Regions from separate parts of the Mus musculus genome. Here regions 2, 3, 4, 5, 6 and 7 are each linked to region 1. The links are chromatin contacts, called in public Hi-C and promoter capture Hi-C maps. All regions are on one chromosome and are shown on one strand. Each heading gives the region's core, a stretch centred on a gene start, on an enhancer-like site or on the middle of the called end of the contact. The rest is flanking DNA. Distances are from core to core; before and after follow the strand shown.

Region 1 (2,643 bases), core at 100-2,599:
GGACCTGAACATTAAATAAGGTCTTCATCTCTTTGAACATATATTCTAAGACATGGTCCTGGAGTTCAGAAACAGTCTAAGAGATGAACCAAAAATTTCAGTTAGACCGCGGTGTTCCCGGAACAAGTTGAAGCAATTAAGAAAAATTTCCACGTCAAAGCATAAAGATAAATGATAAAGTTAATATAGCAAAATGTTTGCAAGAATGTGAGAGAACCCCTACGGATATGAAATACACAATCCTTTCAACTCTCTAGTATTTTATAAATTTTCATAATAAAGTGTGTCACGGAAAATGGTTTCATGAAAAAAAAATCAGACTTGAACTTCAAAAGTTGACATAACAACCATGCTCAGGGTTCAGGCTAAGTTCCAAAAGGAAAGTTACCTGAACCAAAACTACCTAAGAACGGGAAATTAACATACTAGCAAACCCACAAACGTTATAATCACGTTAATAAAGTCAAAGGGAATTTTGGCGCGTTTTTCCCGGAGCACCGGGAGGCAAGTTAGCTCAAGAAATCAAAACGATCTGGACAATTTAGCAAGTCTCTTCGCATGCTAAATCTTTAAGGTCGTCCCCCCCGCGCCCCGATTCTCCATCACAGTGGGCACTCGTAGCTTTCGTCCCTCCACAAATCATCCCACTCCCCGGCTGCGACGCCCCGCACCTTCAAACGCACAACTACACTACGACTCGTCTCTTCTCGAGCTTGGCACGCAAAGTTAGAAAACACGGTGACCTCCAAGACCGGGAGAGAAGTGTCTCCAGTGTCACAACAGTTGAGAGCAGCTTTGAGTTGGGGGGCCAGGGTGGTGTGCACTGGAGGACGCTCGCGGGGAAGGGATCGCGCGCGGGCCGCGGATGCAGCTTCTGCAACCGGACCGAGACTCCCGCCCGCCCGCCAGGTCGCGGGAGGAAGGACTTCGAATGCTAATCTTCTTGGAAATTCCGCCGTGTCCCCCGCCCGCCGCCACCCAGACCCCGAGTGCCAAGTGACACCCGGCCCATCGCGCCGGAAGGATATTCTCGGCGCGGAGCTGCTCGATGGTGGCCTCGCAGCGCCGGAGCTGCTCCTGCAGCTCCGCATCGCCCACCCCGTTCTCGTCGTCGTCGTCGTCCTCTTCCTCCTCGTCGTCCTTGAACCGGGTGTGAACGGGCTTCGGCGTCGACTCCTCTGGTGGGTCAAACGCCTCGAAGAGCTCTAGGTCGCCAAAATCCACACCGGCCGCCATCTTGGGCTGTGGGAAAGCTTGGAGGGCAGGGGGCGAAGGTTGGAGGCCAGAGCCGCTCTCCCTGGAGGCTTTTCTCCACACACAGGCCTCCAAAGCCGTCTAGGGGCGGGTCCTGGACGGAGACTACAACTCCCAGAATGCCAAGGCCGCCCTCATGCCTCTTTCCGAATGGGCCACAGAGCGTGGCATTCTGGGATATGTAGTTTCTAAGCGACGGGACTCATTGTTTGCGTTGCACACTGGGATTGCTCTTTTTAAAAAAACGGTTCTGAATGAGTTAAAACAATATGGATTGTCCCCGTTAGGCGTTTAAAGCTGAAGGAATCAAAGCCGGATACATGGCTTTGACAAAATGTGGTGCGGTTCCCCAGCGTCGAAAAGAGAAGACAGGAACTCTACCTTTGCCGTAGATAAATGTGCTCTCAGACACAAGCCACTTTATTTTGCTTGTTTCATTTGTAAATGAATGAAAAATGAAGTTATTCCACTGCCTACTCTCATGAACTCCTATCAGGGACGAAACAAACAGAAAAACCAGAAAACCCTTTATTATGTTTCTACTTTCATATGCCGCTGGATTTGAATGGATATTTTCGTCATCACATGTTAAAATCACCGGAAATTATAACCTGTAACAAATAATGTCAGGTTAGTTATGGTCTCTGTTGGAGGCCAGCTCCTGTAGCGCGTTTAGTGATCCAAGGAGGGGTTGATGATATTAATGTAAATCAGACAGACAGACACAAACACACACACACACACACACACACACACACACACACACACACACACACGGTGAAGCAAGGCTTCAACAAGCGTCAACAACTTTATTACTTCTCCCATAACTTATATCTTCCAGCAAAATCTCCCAAGTAGTACAAAGATTACAATGTGGCTACATTTTGTAAGTGAATGATTATAATAAATACACAAGCAAAAAAAAAACCCCAAAAACAAAACAAACAACCCCCCCCCCCAAACCCAGCATGTTACACCATACCTTTTACAAGATTGAAAGTCTTAGGTATTATAAGTGAAAAAAAAAATTAAATAAATTATAATAGATTAAGTGTAAGCAAGCAAGCTACTTTTTCTCAGCCAGTTCTTGTACTACCAGGCTACAATTTGCAGTTATAATGAAAAGATCAATTATTTATCTTTTAAAATAATCTTATAAAAGAGTATTTAGAATCAGAAATCTAAGCTTGTGTGTGTGTATGGTGTCTGTGTGTGTGTGCACGCATGCACACAGAGGCAAGGTTTTTCTGTGTACCCGTGGTTGACCTGGAACTTCTGTGTACCCATGGTTGTCCTGGAACTAGCTCTGTAGACCAGGCTGTCCTCAAACTCACCAGCCTCTGCCTCCCAGGTCCTGGGTTTAAAGACTTAAGCTACCACCACCTTCCT
Region 2 (2,643 bases), core at 108-2,607, 1.7 Mb before region 1:
TCCCCTCTAGTCTGCCGCGTTCTTGTCATCCCTTATGTTACAGAACATCAATCATAAATAAAGACGCTGTCCCCCAGCCTGCCCGGGTCTCATTTACAAACATTAGCAGGGAATACGATTACCATTGGCCTTCGTGCCAGGCCCAATGTGGCTACCCAACTCTCTCTCTCTCTGCCCCCTCCCGGCCCCTGCTCCCCACCTCCAAAGCCACTTTAGCATCCTTTAAACCGTCTAGCATAGGACACAGCCTTGCCCATCTTAGCCGGCCACCAAACTGTAACCTCAACTCGGGCGCGGACTAGGAATTGCATAGCTCCTGCAGTTATTAACTGCATGCCTGAGTGCCCCGATTTTCTCTCCGGCTCGGTGGCTTTGAGGGAGGAGGGGAGCGAGGAGTGGGGACAGAGAAGAGGGGGGCTGGAGCGAGCCACTTATCAGAAGCAACTTAACGAGATCTGCGGACAGATTAAAAAGGGAAAGTGGGTCCCTTTATGTTTTATTTATTTATTTTTTTATCTCCAGACGTGTTGTCACGAATTCTGAGAATGTCACTGGCCAAGCAAAATGCTCTCAGAGCGTGGTTATCCACAAGGCTTCCCCGCCCAGGCCATCGCAGCACCTGCCGCGACTCTGCTCGACTGCAGGGTGCAGGGAGCCTCTGCGGGCGTAATGAGCACCCAAGTGTGTCGCCAAATGGGGTACTGTAACACCGCATCTCCCCCCCTACCCCCCGCCCATCCCAGGGCCTCAGAAAGACGGTCAGCAAACATCCCAACCTGGAGGCACCTGGAGCCCGCGCACCAGGAACATGGAAAAAGTGCTGGGGCTGCCAAGAGTGTCGCCCCTGAGAAGGAGAGGGGAGCGAGGGGGGCCAAGGCAGAGAGAGCAGGGTGCGAGAGCAAGCGAGGTAGAACCGGTAGCCCCAGGGGCGCGGGTGCAAAAGTTCCCAGGGGCTGCAGCCCGCGCACCTGCTCCGCCCCGCGGCAGGTGCGCAAAGTTGCGCGCGCTCGGGCCTGGGGCTCCGGGGCCGCGGGACTGGGATGGAGGGGAAGGGGCGGGGAGGGAGGAGCAGACAGAGAAGGGGAATATCAAGATGATGGAGAGAAAGCAGGAGGAGGGGAAGCGAGGGAAGAAAAGCAAGACCGGAGAGGGGAGGCGGGAGGGGGGGGTCAAGACAGAGGTGGGAAGGACGGAGGCAGAAAGCAGGCGGAGGAAGAGAAAGCAGGCGGAGGGGGTGATAAAAAACCGAGGAGAGAGGGAGAAACAAGACGCAGAGACTAACCCTCAGGGATCGGCCCGGGAGGAGCACCGAGCGTCCTGGCTGCAGCAGCCGGTGGAGGAGGCGGCGGCGGCGGCGGCGGCTGGATGGCTGCGCAGCCGCGTCCCGCTCCCCCGCGTTGCCCGCGCGCTCTCCGTGCTCCCCGCGCTCCTCCCGTTCCCCGCGCTCCTCCCGCCTCGGCGGCTCCCGCGTCCCGGCGGCCGCTCGTGGCGGCAGCGAACAAAGGCGGGCTGGTCTGCTCACCTGCAGCCGCCGCCAGTCCAGGCGCCGTCTTGCGCGCGGCCCCCTGGTCGCCCGTACAGCCCTGGCCGGCCTCGGCCCCCGGGCCCCCCGCGGTCCCCCCTCGGCCGCCATCTTGGGGGCGGGCGCGCGGCCGGGGATGCGGCTGCCGCCAACACCCGGGCTGGACCCCGGGAGCGCGGCCCGGCTCTGCGCGCACGCCGCTCGCACTTGACTTTGGCTCCTTGCAAACTTATCGACAGCGCCGCGCGCGCGGATCAATGCGCAGGGGGGGCGGCGGGAGCGCGGAGGGGCCGCGGGCGACGGGGACCGTAAAGAACAAAGTGAGCTCTCTGCAGTGCGTGCGGCCGCTCTCCTCGCGTGGCCTCGCGCGAGGGGAGCACGGAGCACACACGCGCGACCCTCCGGCCGAGGTCCACCCCCCCCCTCGCAACCCCGCGCGCCACGCGCTCGCTGCGCTGCGGGTGACCGCCGCGAGGGGGCGCCCCGGAGCCGTGGGAAAGTCTCCGGGCGCCCAGCATGGTGCTGTACAGCACCGAAGGAAGTCCTATTGGGGAACCTGTGTGTCTATGCTTTGCGTCTTTACAGTAGGGCTCTGATCGTTATTCTTTAGTGGGCGTAACGCACCCCACAACTTTCCAAAGCAAGTCCCTGGCGTGAAGTGAATGTTGCTGCAGGATGTCCTTAGAGAAACCTTTGCGGAAGCAGCCTTTCCCCAACAGCTGCTTGGATCAGTTGAGGTTCTCCAAGGCCCGCTGTAGCAGCTCCGGACCTCTAACATCACTATGGGGGCTAGGCAGGGTGTCATGTTATCATTACCATGGCCAACGCACATGGACGGACACACACACACACACACACACACGCCCTTTGAGTATAGCGTTTCTGCTTTCTCCTTGATCTTTAACCCAGGGCGGGGAGGTCCCGGCCTTTGCAGTTCCTCAGACCCTGGACCAAAAGGGGGCGTATTTCACATATCCCTCTTCTTTTCTATGAGCCCTCCCAACTTGTTATCCTAAAGAAGGGACTCAGAAACCCATCATGCCTCGGTACCCCCTAAAAAAAACCCTAAAAAAACCTCCAGACCCTGAAGTCACCCTCCTTGCCTGCCCACCTCCCCACAC
Region 3 (2,643 bases), core at 37-2,536, 1.6 Mb before region 1:
GGCCTCTGATGATCAACCTGATGGAGCTGTTTTGGTTTTTTTGACTTTGGGACAGAGTCTCCTGTAGTCGAGGCTGGCCTCAAACTCAGTATGCTGCCAAGGCTGGCCTTGATCTCCTGATCCTCCTGCCTCCACCTCCAAAGTGCTGGGATTAGAGGCATGTGCTACCATATCCGGTACTTCATGCAGGCTAGGCCAGCACTACCCACTGATACATACCTATCCCACACCCACACACACAACAGAGTTGAAACCCTGCCTACGCTGTGATTACCCCACCCATACCCCACTTCTAGGATCAGGAACCAGCAACCAGCAACCCAGAGGAACATTTTATCATATCAGAACTTGAATGCTACCTGCCCAGAGGCACTTAGGAGTGGGGACATTAGCAGACAAGCCCCAAAGGGTTGTTAGGCCCACTGTGTCCCAGAAACTGCGAGGTCCTATGTGGAATTCCAGGTTCTCCATTCACATTCTTGCCCAGCCTCTAACGGACCTCAGGTACATCTGTGCTGCTCTCTGGAGCCTCAGTTCCCCATCTAGACAGTGGGGAGGGCCACGCCCTCCCCTAATCTGCATAATCCCCTCCCACTTCCGTGGACCAGTAATTCCTGTTGTACACTGGAGAGAATTTAGTAACTGAATTTTAACCTGGGGAATCTAGGTCAGCCAGTTCCATGGGGCTCTATGAATCATACTAGCATGGGGAGAGAAACCATAAACACCAAAACCTCAAGGCTTAGCCAGACCAGAAGATGTCACTGGATCGCGTCCTATCACACCAGACAGGAAGAACTTTTCATGAGACAATTTGAAATGAAATTTCTGGGGACTTATAAATCATGAGAGTTGTGGCAGTGTGAATGTCTAAGTCGATTTGGCATACAAACAAGCGCCTACTGTGTGCTTAGTGTTGTGGGGAACTGAGCTGTGGTTCAGCCACCCTCACGACGTGATCAATTTGTTTTAAAAAGAAAACAAAAGGTGGGCGTGGTGGTGCTGGCCTGAGTGACGCGGGAGGTGGAAACAGGAAGATCATGAGGTCAAGATCTTTGGCTGTAGCTTTACTTCAAGGTCAGTCTGTGCTGTAAGTGAATGGATACGTAATAAATAAATACACAGTCGCTTGAGAGCACATATAGCTCTTTGAGTTTGGGGAGCGTTTATGGTGGCAGTGGCTGGTTCCTGCCTCACCTCTGCTCATCCCCGGCAGGGGGCGCTGTGTGTACCCTAACTTACCACCCACGGCTCCCGCGGCTCCCGGTAGTGGCGGCTCGTGTGTCTAAGTGGCAGCCAGCTCCGCACCCCGCGTTCTCCGCCCTGGAACCCGCGCCTTTGTGACAGCGGCGACTCGCGTTCTCTAAGGACAGCCGAGACAACCGGACCCACGGAGAACCCGCATTTTACCAGAGGGGACAGGGCAACGCATTCCTGGGCTACCCTCAGCTGCCCTGTGTCAAACACCTTGGCCACCTTGGCCACCAAGCCAGCTTCCATTCCCTCCCTCCCTGGGTTACTACTCTCTTTCCTCTCGCTTCACCATTAAATACCTCCTTTCTGTTACACAGTGACCTAAAACGACTTGTTTTCAGAGTTTGGAGATTAAACCTGGGGCAGGTTAGGCAATGACTTTACCCCGGTCCGCCCTTCACCATCTGGAAGTTGCCCTCGGGTCCTGCTGTTTCGGCTGCTCTCCACTGTCTGCCACTGGGTGGGCAGTGGTTAGAAACATGCCTCTCTGGCGAAGGTTTCCCATCGCGGTTCTTCCTGGGTGCAGAACTCGGCCCTCTTGCCAAGAAGAACGAGCCCCACCCCACCCCCACCCCCCCACCCCCGCCACGGCCCCTCGCGTGCGCCCCCAGTGTAGCCTAGAGCAAACAAAGCTGCCAGCGGTAAACAAATGGAACCAGCACACACAGCAAGACAGTCTCCACGGCGGTCAGATACCCAAATCAGCCCATCCTTCCCAGTCAATGCTTGGACTAGGAACGTTAAGAGACTAACTGGTGCCAGGCAGTGGATCTATCGATGCCTTTAATCCCAGCACTCGGAAAGCGGAGACAGGCAGATCTCTGAGTTCAAGGCCAGCCTGGTCTACAGAGTTGAGTTCCAGGACACCCAGAGCTACACAGAGAAACCATGTCTGGGGGCAACAGCGGGGGTGGGGTGCATTATTTCCTGGAGTCTGCCACAGGGGTGGGCTTATAATTACTGGTCGTGGTCTCAAAGGCACCAGAGGAGCTTCCCACAGCCCAAGGTTAGAGAAGAGGAAGGTGCTTTGCTGTCGCTGAAAAGGAAATAGGAGATATGCTGCCTCTGTTGGTTGCTGGCAGCCCTGTTGCAAGCCTAAGGGAGACCAGTGGCTGATGGTCTACAATGTTGGCTAGCTCCTCAGATAGTGACTGCGGGTATAGGGTAAGTATAGGGCACCCCTCCCCGGTCATCGGCCCCTGGGAAAACCTGGAGCTGCAACTTCAGGACTTTTATTAGAAGCCAAAAGAGTGGACTCTGAGTCACAGTTCTGACCCACGGTAGAGTCGTCTCAGAACTTCCCGAGTCTGTTAATTACGAGTCATTCAAACCCAAGCAACTGTCTACATCCTACAAGACCCTTATCTAGCAGTGTGCTTAGTGATAAAG
Region 4 (2,643 bases), core at 56-2,555, 1.6 Mb before region 1:
AGAGGGCTGAGGAGAGCTGGGGAGAATCCTGAAACCCCACTGTCGGGGGCTAGCATCAGGAAAAGGGCTCAGATCTAGATGGGTGCATCACACACCATGCTGCGGGGCCACGGGAAGACAGAGCTTGTAGAAAATGAGTCTCTCTATGGGGAGACAACCTTGCAAGGCATTCATGGAAAGGAATCCTCAGATCCATCCCTCTTGCTTTGAGAAACATGAACTGGAGGTGGGGCTGGGGGAGAACATTTTGTAAATTTTCTGGCGTGCTACTGGGAAGAGATAAATGGGTCAGATGGGTGTGCATTTTTCTTCCATAGGCAGCTAGCCTGCGAGGCAGCAGAGTTGGGGACCCCTCAGGTGAAGGGGTGCCCCTGGGGAGTCAAGGAAGCTAGAGGCAAGCAGCAGATGAATGCGCTGAGGCCCAGAGCGCACGCACAGCAACCTCCCAGGAAATGTGCAAATTCCCATTTTATCTGCTCCGGCACGCTCATTCAACCCAGCTCCGGCTAAATACAGGGGAAATCTCTTAAATTATTATATAACTTTCTGAGTTCAAGAAAGATAATTCAAAAGATAGGTAGTAGCAACCCTTACAGAATTCTCCCAACCTCTCTCTAAAATGTAAAAGAGCATTAGCGCACACAAGAAGCTCACACAAATTACTTAATGTGCCACTCACAGTGGATTAACATTTTTTTGGCTTATCTTGGGGGCTTCTTTTTTCCAAATATTGTATCGTAGATGCTTTATTGCAGTATTATGAAATTTTGCCAGTGCTGGGAATTGAACCCAAGGTCTCACACATACTCGACAAGCATTCTCACCACGGAGCCGTATATCTAGCTCTTCTTGTTCACCAATGTGCCAGAGTATTTGAATCCCCAACGTTCCAACCTCCTCCTCTTTATGATTCTCCACAGGCAAGCAACCCCACCCCAGATTGGCTCCGAGGGGTGATTCAGTGTTGAACTCCCACCCCGCCATGTCGGTCAGACTTCTGTCCCCAAGCAGCAGAGCCGGAAGGAGCTGGTGAGCCTCGCAGCGCGCAGCAGACTGACAAAGTCCACCTTCAACTTGCGCGCGCCAACTTCACAACTTCCCTCTCCCGCCACAGGGGGTCTATTTCCCCCGCCCGTTTGGCGGAAGGATCCCGCGCGCGGTGGCGGAGTCGCGCTCAACCGTCTCCGCCCGGGCTCCGCCCCACCCCCGCCCTACGCGCTCAAACCCCGCCCCTTCCCGGCGCCGGCCCCGCCCCCTTCCCGCGCGCTCTATGGGCCCGTAAAGAAGTCCCGGCCGGGCCGCTGCACTCCCGCGCGCGCATCCGTGCGCCGCCCGAGGCTGGCCTGAGGAGTCGGCGGCCATCTTGTTCTTCTCGTGGTTCCCAGTGGCGAGAGGAGGAGGAAGCCCGGAGCGGAGCGGGGCGGCTGGGGGGGGTGGACCCGCCGCGGCTGCTGCTGCCACCGCCGCCGCCGCCACCACCGCTCGTGGGGCTCGTGGCGTGAGGAAGGAGGACGAGTGAGACCCCGGGGCGAGCGGGCGGCGGCGCCGCTGCTGCTGCTGCTGCTGCGGGAGGGTCGGCGGCGGGACGGCGATGGCGGATATCGACAAACTCAACATCGACAGCATCATCCAACGGCTGCTGGAAGGTGAGCGGCGCGCGGGTGGGTGGCGGGGCAGGCCCGGCCGGTGGGGGATCAGGCCCAGTGGAGGGGCCGGTCTTTTCTCGGAAGCCGCTTTGGATCTGGGGCGCGCATACAAGCGCCTCCGGGTTTGGGGACCCCATTATTTTTTATCACTCCCCTGTCCTTGCTTTCACATTTATCATCTGGAGTCCAAGGACTCATCAGAGGGACTTGGCTTGGCAGGACGACGTCCCAGTGCGATGAGAGTCCGTCTCCTGCATTTTCCTACCCCCTCCACCCTCCCCTCAAAGCCATCCATCCTCCAGCGTTCTTTCCCCCTTGAACGTGCATCCGCACACGGACCCAGTCCGGGTGACAGTGTGGCTCTCTCTGATCATCAGATTGTTGTGTCCCTGAGGACAGGGGGACGCTGCCGCGTTCAGCGAGCACCCGCCAGGTAGGTGCTGTGTTGTTATTATCCTGGAAGTGGGTTTCGCAAGAGAAACTCCCAAGACCTCGCTGGACCAAGAATTAACAGTTAAAAGTCAGGTTTCAAACCCCGGGGTAGCTAGGAACCTAGAGAGAACCTGCCGCCTTCCAACTGTTCACCCCGTGGGAACCCAGGATGTCCAGTGGTTGAGGAGAGGTTCAAAAACAAAAACCCAGCTTTCCTTTTGTCCGACTTGGGGGTTTCTGCCGTGTGGTTTCCTACTTTGGAGATTTCAAATTTGACATAGGTCTGGATCCTGCTAATCACAGATCCCACAACATCCGCTGAAGCTAAAGAGGAGAAGATCCAGTAACCTTGATTTGGGCTCTTGACACTAGCTTGCTTTGGCCCAAAATACTTTTGGAGTGGTGGACAGCTGCGCAATTCTGGTGGTAGATGTCTTCAAGTAAATCACTGACAGAAAAGGGAAAAGGTGTCTTTTTAAAATCTGGGCATTTCCCCGGGGGGCGGGGGGGTGTTTTTCAAGACAGGGTTTCTCAGTATGGTCCTGGGGCTGTCCTGGAACTCACT
Region 5 (2,643 bases), core at 66-2,565, 1.5 Mb before region 1:
GGCAGAGTCAGGAAGATGTCAGGTTACAGGCCAGTCTGGGTCACTTAGCAAACCTGTCAGGAACAAAGTTAGGAAAGAAGGCGAAGGCAGGAGACTGGAATGGTTCTAGAACAGGCTGGGGAGATGGCTCAGGAGTTAAAAGCACATACTGCTTGTATACAGGACCTAACTTCTGTTCCCAGGACCCAAGTCAGCCAGCTCTCAAACAAACTCCAGCTCCCCACTTCGGTTCTCCAAGGGCGCCAATATATATCCACCCCATCCTCACAAACATATACAAATATGCACACACAATTTAAAATACTTTTTTAAGATTTAGAAAAAATTCCCCCCGAAAGTGGTATAACGCTCTGGAAAGGCACGAAGGGAAAGGGGAGTTTTATTGATAAATGAAAAATGCTTTCTTAGTCCGAAAGACAAATTAGCTCCTCCTTGACTAGGTCCTCTCTAGCCATGGACAACTGCGCGTACTCACTAAAAGAACGCCATACTCCCTTCACTGGGATGGGTAAAAGGGAGAGAGCAATTAAGTCCACTACCTCATGTGTTTAAATTTACAACCACGAATTGTTGCCAAAGCTTCAAATTCCGAGCGGTAAGTAGATACGGATGAAACAGGTGTGTTTAATAACTCCATTTAGCTGGTAAAAAATGTCTAAAACGCACTTAATCACCCTGAAAATATCTGCTGGGCTCTCAGTAATCTAGACACAACTGGGATGCCCATGTCCGTGTGTCTGCGTGGAGAGGACGAAGATCCACTTAGCACTCTTTCTTCTACCAGTACTGCCTTCAACTCATTCTGTAGGTTTCTATCTAGTACCCCACTGCAGCCGTCTGCAATGATGCGGAAAAGGGAGTAACTGAGCCCCGCCCTCCGCATTTGTGTGCCAGAGATCCGATCTCCCCCTGAGGGTAACGACAGGGAGGCTGAGAAGGGGGTAACTTTGAGCTGGTGTACCCGCTCCAGGGGGGTCACCCCTTTGTACCCACCGTCCGTGACCGGGGTAGGCCTGGGGCCAGAGCGCTCCGGTGCCCTGGGAGTTCCCGGGGTCCTAGGCGACAGGGAGGGCTGCAGAGTGGTGGGGGTGGCCTTGGTGGAATTGAGATCCTCCTTCGTCACTGCTGGGGTGGCCGCAGCCGGGATGGCAATGACCTGGGTGCTCGAAGAGGTGTAGCAGTTTAGGAGCACCAGCAGGAGCGGCGGGAGACCCCGCGACCCCATGGCCTAGCAGAGTAGCCCGCGCCGGGGAGCTAGGCCCGTCTGTTGCCCGGGCAACAGTCACAGCCTAGCGCTAGGTATCACGGGAAAGGGCTCGCGAGGCCAAACTGGTCTGCGGAAGAAGGTGGGGCCTGAAGTCAGACCCGCGAATGGGGCGGGAGCTGGGCGAGGCTATAGGCGGGGCCTGGGCGGAATCGGAGAGGAGGGGCGGGGCCGGTGGGGGCGGGGTATGAGACAGCTCTTTCTAAGGAGCCCTCAGAAAATCGGAAGATGTAAACTTCTGTTGTGACACTTTGGGTGCTGCGTGGTTGTTTTTTTTTTTTTTTTTAAAAATGTAGATTCCCAGCTATAGCCTCACAGAATTCGGAGTCAGTCAAGACTAGGGCAGAGCCTAGAAGAGAGTATTTCTAATAAAAGACCCGCAGCGCATGTTTAGAAGTGACTTGGTTCCTTTAAGTTACATTGAATTTCTTACCCCATGTAACACTTTCTTTACTTTCTTTGCCTTTGGATACATCGCAGGAGGTCGCCAGAGCACTTCTGTCCACGGATTTATTTATGATAAGAGAAACAAAAGAATTCTTAACTTTTTGGTTCTTTTAGACGGGATCTCTCTGTGCCTGACTAATCTCGAACCCAAGGCAGCCCTATGTCAGTGCCTCATGCCAGGCATGCACCACCGCATCCAACCTCCATATCTGCCTTTATGATTATATCATTTGGAATGTTCTTCTCATCGTGTGTGTGTGTGTGTGTGTGTGTGTGTGTGTGTGTGTGTGTGTGTGTTTACTGGTAGGGGGAGGATGGGGGAGGAATTTGAGACAGGGTTTCTCTCTGTAGACCTGACTGTCCCAGAATGCACTCTGTGGACCAGTCTGGCCTCGAACTCGGAGAACCACCTGCCTCTGTCTCTCAGGTATTTTTTAAGGGTTAGTTATGTTTTGTTTTGTTTTGTTTTTTGTATATGGTGTTGTGTCTGTATGTATGTACACCAGCAGAGGGCATCAGATCCCATGAGACAGTCATAGACATGACATGAGCCACCAAGTGGTTGCTGGGAATTGAACTCAGGACCTCTGGAAGAGCAGCCCAAGCTCTTAACCGCTGAGCCATCTCTCCAGCCCTTCCTTAAGTCTTACAGCCCTGTGCTTCAAATCATTCTGTGAAAAGTTCTCAAAATCCTTTTATCCAGTCTCAAGCCTCAATGTAATTTTCTGACATTTGACTTCAAGGTGTAGACTGTTATCTGCTCATACATTTCGAAAGCCTTAGGGGACAGTGGGGACTCATTTGTTAGTTTCTTTCTTTCTTTCTTTCCATCATAATTCACTGAGTCCATCTAGGGGCTAGAGAGATGACTCAGCCATTAGGAGCCCTTGCTGCTTGGAGAAGACCAGGGTTTAGTTCTCAGCACCAGCATG
Region 6 (2,643 bases), core at 90-2,589, 1.3 Mb before region 1:
TGCTCTACTACCACCAAGCTGGATCCCTAGTCTAATATTTACTTTACCAGAAAGGACTTAGGTAAATCTGGTCTCATAGCGTCCTAGTCTAATTCTACAGTGAGATCAAGCCTGTAGTTTGCTTGGTTCCTGTACTTAGCCACATGATATCTTTCTTGTTCTTTAATAGAAGTAATTTCTGTCCTGGAAAGAACAATTACGTTGTGCTGGAACTAGTACGCTGGTTTGTTAATTGTTTCCAATCATGGATCTGGTCTTTTTACTTTTTTCAAAAAATGAAATTGATTCCTGTAGCCGGGTAGTGGTGGCACACGCCTTTAATCCCAGCACTCGGGAGGCAGAGGCAGGTGGATTTCTGAGTTCAGGCCAGCCTGGTCTACAGTGAGTTCCAGGACAGCCAGGGCTACACAGAGAAACCCTGTCTCGGGGAAAAAAAAAAAAAAGTCTTAGCACCAAATATATATTTACAATAAAATGTACATTTAATAATAATGTACTTAATAAACATAAATATATTTTTATTTCATGGCCACGGATTCAGATTCTACAAGAGCCATGATTGTGGGCCTAGTTGGATCCCAGTCATCCCGCCTCTTGATTTTTTTAAGGAAGGAGGCCAGGAGGGGGACAGGGAAGCATGGCATCCAGCTGTGATATCAGAAGTCAACTGTCCTCAGCCATCTAGGGGACAGTTAAAACCTTCCCAGGCCCGAGGCGGCTGGACCCTCGGCTCCCCGCCAGGTTAGGAGCCCGAAAGCTCAGTCTCTGTCCTGCTCCGAGGCCGCCTCGGCAGCCGAGCCCCGCTAGAGCCCGCTCCCCCCCCCCCCCCCCCCCCCCCCGTCTCGCGCCTCCTCGGCAGGGGTTCCCAAGGCCGCCTCACCCTTCACCGCCTTCCGTCCGGGCCAAGGCGGGCGGCCCCGCGACCCCGGGCCAACGGCTCGGCATCCCGTCCACACGCGTGCACCACACCGGCTCTGAGTCGGCGGCCTCCGGCTCTCCCCACTCCGACCCTGCTCAAGTGGCCGCCGGATGGTGCGGAGGAAGACCCGAGTTCCTGGAGCTGTAGACCCGAGGGCGGAGGAACCTCAGGTAACCAGGCTCCTGCGCCTGGGCATCTCTCGCTGACAAGGACGCGTCAGGGCAAATCCATCCACACGCACCCTAAAGCAAGTATTCCTTATCCACCTCAGTATTCTAGACCCTCAGAGGACCTGCAGACCTTCGGTTGTCACCCTATGTGTCAAACCCAAGCACCGGTGCTGCGGCCCGGGGGCGCGGAGCGTAATTCGCGATCCGCTATCACCTAGGCAACCGCCTTCGCCGGAGGCCCAACCGATAACGGCTCTCGGCTCTTTCTCTTTCTCTCTCTGCGCACGCGTGAACGAACTCGTGTCCCCGCCTCCTCTCTGAGCACGGCACGCGTTTCGGAAGGCATTTTGGCCCTGGGGACGCTCCGTAGTCTATGGTGTAGTAAATACCCGTGCTGAACGAGCGATCTGTGGTTGCGATTGGCTCCTACGCACATTCCCCGGAACGCCGTGGCTGTCGCGCGAAGGCTGAAGGGAGTGTGGCCGTCGGCTGTGTGTGAAACCCCCGGAGAGGCGGCATGCCTCGATATGCGCAGCTCGTCATGGGCCCCGCGGGCAGCGGGAAGGTGAGCCTGGAGGAGCTGCGGTGCGTGGGTGGCTGGGCTCCGGGGAAACCCTGGGTATACGGCTTCCTGCTCTCTGCTTGTACCTTGCTTTTTTTTTTTTTTTTGTTTGTCTGGGAGTGATAGCAGCTTTAATAGCTCTTGAGCGGCTTGAGAGAGGGCTGAGCGCTCAAGAGCTTGTTCTGTCCTCCCAAAAGACTTCAGTTCTGTCCAGCACCCAGACAGAGCTGCAGGACACCTTTGCTCCAGGAACTGCCCTGGTCGTTCCAGGTGTCTTCATATCCATTCTGTGTGCTTGATCCTATACCCATTCTACAGATTACAAACACAGAAAGGTTTATTTTGTTCAAAATCATACGCTTACTTAGGTCCGCCCCGGAATCTGAGTCTGGGTTGTTGGTCTTTTTGTTTTTTTGGTTTTTTTTCCCCTGTCTAATTCCAGACAAGGCCCCCTGCCACGCACCCAGTATGGGGTCTTTTCTTCCCTTTTTCTCAGAAGTTTGGAGTATGGGTTTCAGATAAGTTTGTAGATATGCACTGTTTGTGGGCATTTTTTTCTTTTTCCTTTGAGACAGGGTTTTTCTGTGTAGCCCTGGCTGTCCTGGAACTCACTCTGTAGACCAGGCTGGCCTTGAACTCAGAAATCCGCCTGCCTCAGCCTCCCACGTGCTGGGATTAAAGGCGTCTGCCACCACTGCCTGGCTCTAGTTTTTATATTTATTTTTTTTGTGTGATACAGTGTTTCTTTGTGTACATATTAAGAGAATGATGCTAAGGACACTTAAGCACAGTAGAAACGGCAATGGTGACATTTGAGGGATGCCTAGAGTCTATAGAGGTGTTTGTATCATTTTAATATTTAATAAATACAATATTCAGAGTACTAGAGATGGCTGTGTGACTCCACAGGGCCTGTCATCTGATCTGGAAGGTACACAGCTCACCTGTCAGTTACAGTGCATCTGTATGGTGGGGCTGTCCTAGGTAGAGAG
Region 7 (2,643 bases), core at 91-2,590, 1.1 Mb before region 1:
CCAAGTCTGGCATGAAATGGGTTCTTTAATTGGGTGGGTGAAGCTTACATTTAGAAGACATTTGGAAGAAAGGAAGGAAGGAAAGGAGGAAGGAAGCTAGAAGGAAGGAAATAAAGTTGTTCTAAAAGATAAGAAAGGATGGCACAACCAGTATGGTTGCTAAATTTAAGGTTTCTTTTTAAGTTTATATATAAAGACTATCTCAGGGATAGTAGTGTGCAATTTTAATCTCAGTGCTAGGAGGCAGAGGCAGGAGGATTTCTGAGTTTGAGGCCAGCCTGGTCTACAGAGTGAGTTCCTGGCCAGCCAGGACTCTACAGAGAAGCATTGTCTCAAAAAACAAGCCAGAAATAAATAAATTACAGAGAATATCTTTACTTTTTAAAAACTTGGGAGGCTCAAGTTTTCAACTGTAAAAATATAATACACATCCTTATATCCACATATATTTAAACTAATTTAGAAGTTGTCCATACGGCTTTTTCTTCTCTGAGAAACACAAAATCAAACCAAATATCTGGATAAGCAAGAAAATGTTGCCAAGAGAAGAAAAGGGGAGGGGCTCACGATTATTACAGGCAACTTAATGGTTGCTAAGGGTGGGGAACCATAATTAAACTCATTGGACCTCCAAAAGAAAAGGGGAGTGAGGTGGGGGCAAAAAAGTCGAAGGGAGAAGGGTTAGGAAATGGATTCCGTGGGAGCAGGAAAGCGAAGAGCGAGAAACGGGGATGGGGTGATGGAATACACTATATGTATGCATGTGTGAATACAGTGGTACCCATTATGCGCAACTAATACACGCCAAGTTTCCAAACTTTTTTAAGAAAAGAAATGAGCTGCGTTGCCCCACCAGCTTTCAGAGGACAGAGATGCTCTTGAACCAGGTAGGGCTGTCGCTGCCCGCCGGGCGCTGCGCGCTAAAATTAGCAAAAGCAATTACTCTCCCTCTTCCAGCGCAACCGGCCGAGCTAATTCACCAGCACTCACCCACTGCAGCACCCAGGGGGAGCCGGGGCAAGAATTAAAACCAGGACGCGCGTGGTATCCGGCCCAGCCGGGGCAGCGCGCGCAGGCCTACGGCCTCCTGCGACGCCCGGAGACCGAGGGGGACCCGCGCGGCCGACCCCCCGCCCCCCGACAGGCCCTGCTGCCGCCACCGGCCGGGAGCGGGCGCAGCTTGACGGGATTCGGGGGTTCGCGGAGTTCCCGACCGCGAGTTGGCGGGGGTTACCTCAAATCCTCCTCACGAAACCACCTCCCCACCCTCGGGAGGCACTGGGGCGCTTGCGGGTTCTTAGAGACCGCTCCTTGGCAACGGTTGCCATGCGGTGACGTCACTTCCTCTGGCTCGGGGAGGAGGGGGGCGCGCGCACACCGGAGGGCGGAGCCTCGGGCTGGAAAGCTTGGCCCTGGTACCTGGGGTTCCGAACCTCTGCAGAAAGCCTAGGGTGACTCTGGCTGTTATTCCCACTTAGACTCCTGCTGATAATAACCTTTGCGAACCGTCTACCGTTCTCACCTTGACAAAGGGCTTAACCTGTGCTGTTTGCGTGTGCTGTTTCATTCATTCATTCATTTATTTACCAAACTTGGGGCGACTTGTTTGAAGCAGGACTGGATAGGGTTTGGGGTCAGAAAGCATTGGGCGTGGTTTCCGAATTTAGGTTTTCGACGAAAGAATCTCCAGGTTAAATCATGCATGGAACAATTATAAACTATGGATTGAGAGACCCAGACATGGAGAGGAGAGACAGACCGGGACAAATGGAGGCCTACTCTGAAAACTAGGTTAGATGCTCAGACATCCTTGGAGAAACAGTAAATGTAATACCAGACTTGCCACAACCTCAAGCTAACAAATGATAAATTAGGCATTCCATACTGCTGACTGCTGGAAATGCAATAGAGAACAAGACCCAATAGGGTTGGTTCTGTCCTCACAGAGATGATGGGGAAAGAGAGGCAATATAGTTAAACAGCCCAGGACGGAGAGAAATGTACCAAGATGTCTCAGTGATGACAGAGTATGTGTGACGTTTACTGGGGGACAGGGATGGCTGAAGGAATCATACTGTCATGTCTCCATTAGACAGAGCGCTGTTTAAAGACCAGTAAAAAGAATCCAAATGACCTGTTGAGGTAGCTCAACTGGTAAAGGCGCTTGGCACACAAACCTAGAGACAGGTTCCACAGAGACAGATTGTGGTGTCCCCACCTGCTACAGACGAAAGGAGGAACTGACTTCACCCTGTGATTCCTTGGTGGGATTCACTGAGGAGTCTAAGAAGACATTCCTAGCAACAGTTTTACAGCATAGAGACCTTGCTTATTCTGTCTGAAACAAACTGTGGGTAGCTTTTCTTTTCCCCCCAGAGACGCCTGGTCAAGTCTGGTATGTAAGCTCCTAATGGTACCTTCTAACTGAACTGTGTTTGAGATTTTGAATAGATTTCTAACAGGCTCTAACAGCGGTTCTGAAAGCTTGTCACTTCTACCTCACCTCCCGCTCCACCCCCTCTTCCTCCACCTCCTCATCCTGTTCTCCTATAGCCTGTGCTAGGAAAGAACTCTACCACTGAGTTACACCTCCGACCTTGCTTTTTATTTTATTACATCATTAATTTATTGTGTGTAGGAGGG

Evidence for each region. Promoter capture Hi-C pulls out the DNA fragments that hold promoters and counts their contacts. Hi-C and Micro-C count contacts between places; a contact is called where the count stands out from the background.
Region 2: a contact with region 1 is called in a promoter capture Hi-C map of pre-B cells, with 2.9 times the contacts expected there. The contact joins the promoter of Cux2 here to the promoter of Zcchc8 in region 1. A contact is called at or near these places in 1 of 39 promoter capture datasets (pre-B cells) and 1 of 9 other capture datasets (adipose tissue).
Region 3: a Hi-C map of B cells shows a contact between it and region 1, with 5 read pairs. The contact joins the promoter of Ccdc63 here to the promoter of Zcchc8 in region 1. A contact is called at or near these places in 1 of 39 promoter capture datasets (pre-B cells), 1 of 484 Hi-C or Micro-C datasets (B cells) and 1 of 115 datasets of contacts at active chromatin or transcription factors (pancreatic cancer cells).
Region 4: a contact with region 1 is called in a promoter capture Hi-C map of pre-B cells, with 2.9 times the contacts expected there. The contact joins the promoter of Ppp1cc here to the promoter of Zcchc8 in region 1. A contact is called at or near these places in 2 of 39 promoter capture datasets (liver and pre-B cells).
Region 5: a promoter capture Hi-C map of liver shows a contact between it and region 1, with 3 times the contacts expected there. The contact joins the promoter of Tctn1 here to the promoter of Zcchc8 in region 1. A contact is called at or near these places in 2 of 39 promoter capture datasets (liver and pre-B cells).
Region 6: a contact with region 1 is called in a promoter capture Hi-C map of pre-B cells, with 4 times the contacts expected there. The contact joins the promoter of Fam216a here to the promoter of Zcchc8 in region 1. A contact is called at or near these places in 1 of 39 promoter capture datasets (pre-B cells) and 1 of 484 Hi-C or Micro-C datasets (B cells).
Region 7: a promoter capture Hi-C map of pre-B cells shows a contact between it and region 1, with 2.4 times the contacts expected there. The contact joins the promoter of Ift81 here to the promoter of Zcchc8 in region 1. A contact is called at or near these places in 2 of 39 promoter capture datasets (liver and pre-B cells).

Annotation. Positions count from the first base shown.
Region 1 is chr5:123,719,695-123,722,337 of GRCm38.p6, forward strand. It overlaps Zcchc8 (zinc finger, CCHC domain containing 8), which reads right to left and starts at 1,350. Exons shown (of 14, transcript NM_027494.3): 1 at 1,029-1,350. The coding sequence starts at 1,236.
Region 2 is chr5:122,048,494-122,051,136 of GRCm38.p6, forward strand. It overlaps Cux2 (cut-like homeobox 2), which reads right to left and starts at 1,358. Exons shown (of 23, transcript NM_001312908.1): 1 at 1,283-1,358.
Region 3 is chr5:122,130,679-122,133,321 of GRCm38.p6, forward strand. Ccdc63 (coiled-coil domain containing 63) reads right to left here and starts at 1,287. Exons shown (of 12, transcript NM_001384199.1): 1 at 1,243-1,287.
Region 4 is chr5:122,156,970-122,159,612 of GRCm38.p6, forward strand. It overlaps Ppp1cc (protein phosphatase 1 catalytic subunit gamma), which reads left to right and starts at 1,306. Exons shown (of 7, transcript NM_013636.4): 1 at 1,306-1,646. The coding sequence starts at 1,592.
Region 5 is chr5:122,263,145-122,265,787 of GRCm38.p6, forward strand. It overlaps Tctn1 (tectonic family member 1), which reads right to left and starts at 1,316. Exons shown (of 14, transcript NM_001039153.3): 1 at 994-1,316. The coding sequence starts at 1,225.
Region 6 is chr5:122,371,003-122,373,645 of GRCm38.p6, forward strand. Fam216a (family with sequence similarity 216, member A) reads right to left here and starts at 1,340. Exons shown (of 7, transcript NM_026883.4): 1 at 881-1,340. The coding sequence starts at 945. Gpn3 (GPN-loop GTPase 3) reads left to right here and starts at 1,506. Exons shown (of 8, transcript NM_024216.2): 1 at 1,506-1,654. The coding sequence starts at 1,607.
Region 7 is chr5:122,613,204-122,615,846 of GRCm38.p6, forward strand. Ift81 (intraflagellar transport 81) reads right to left here and starts at 1,341. Exons shown (of 19, transcript NM_009879.4): 1 at 1,235-1,341.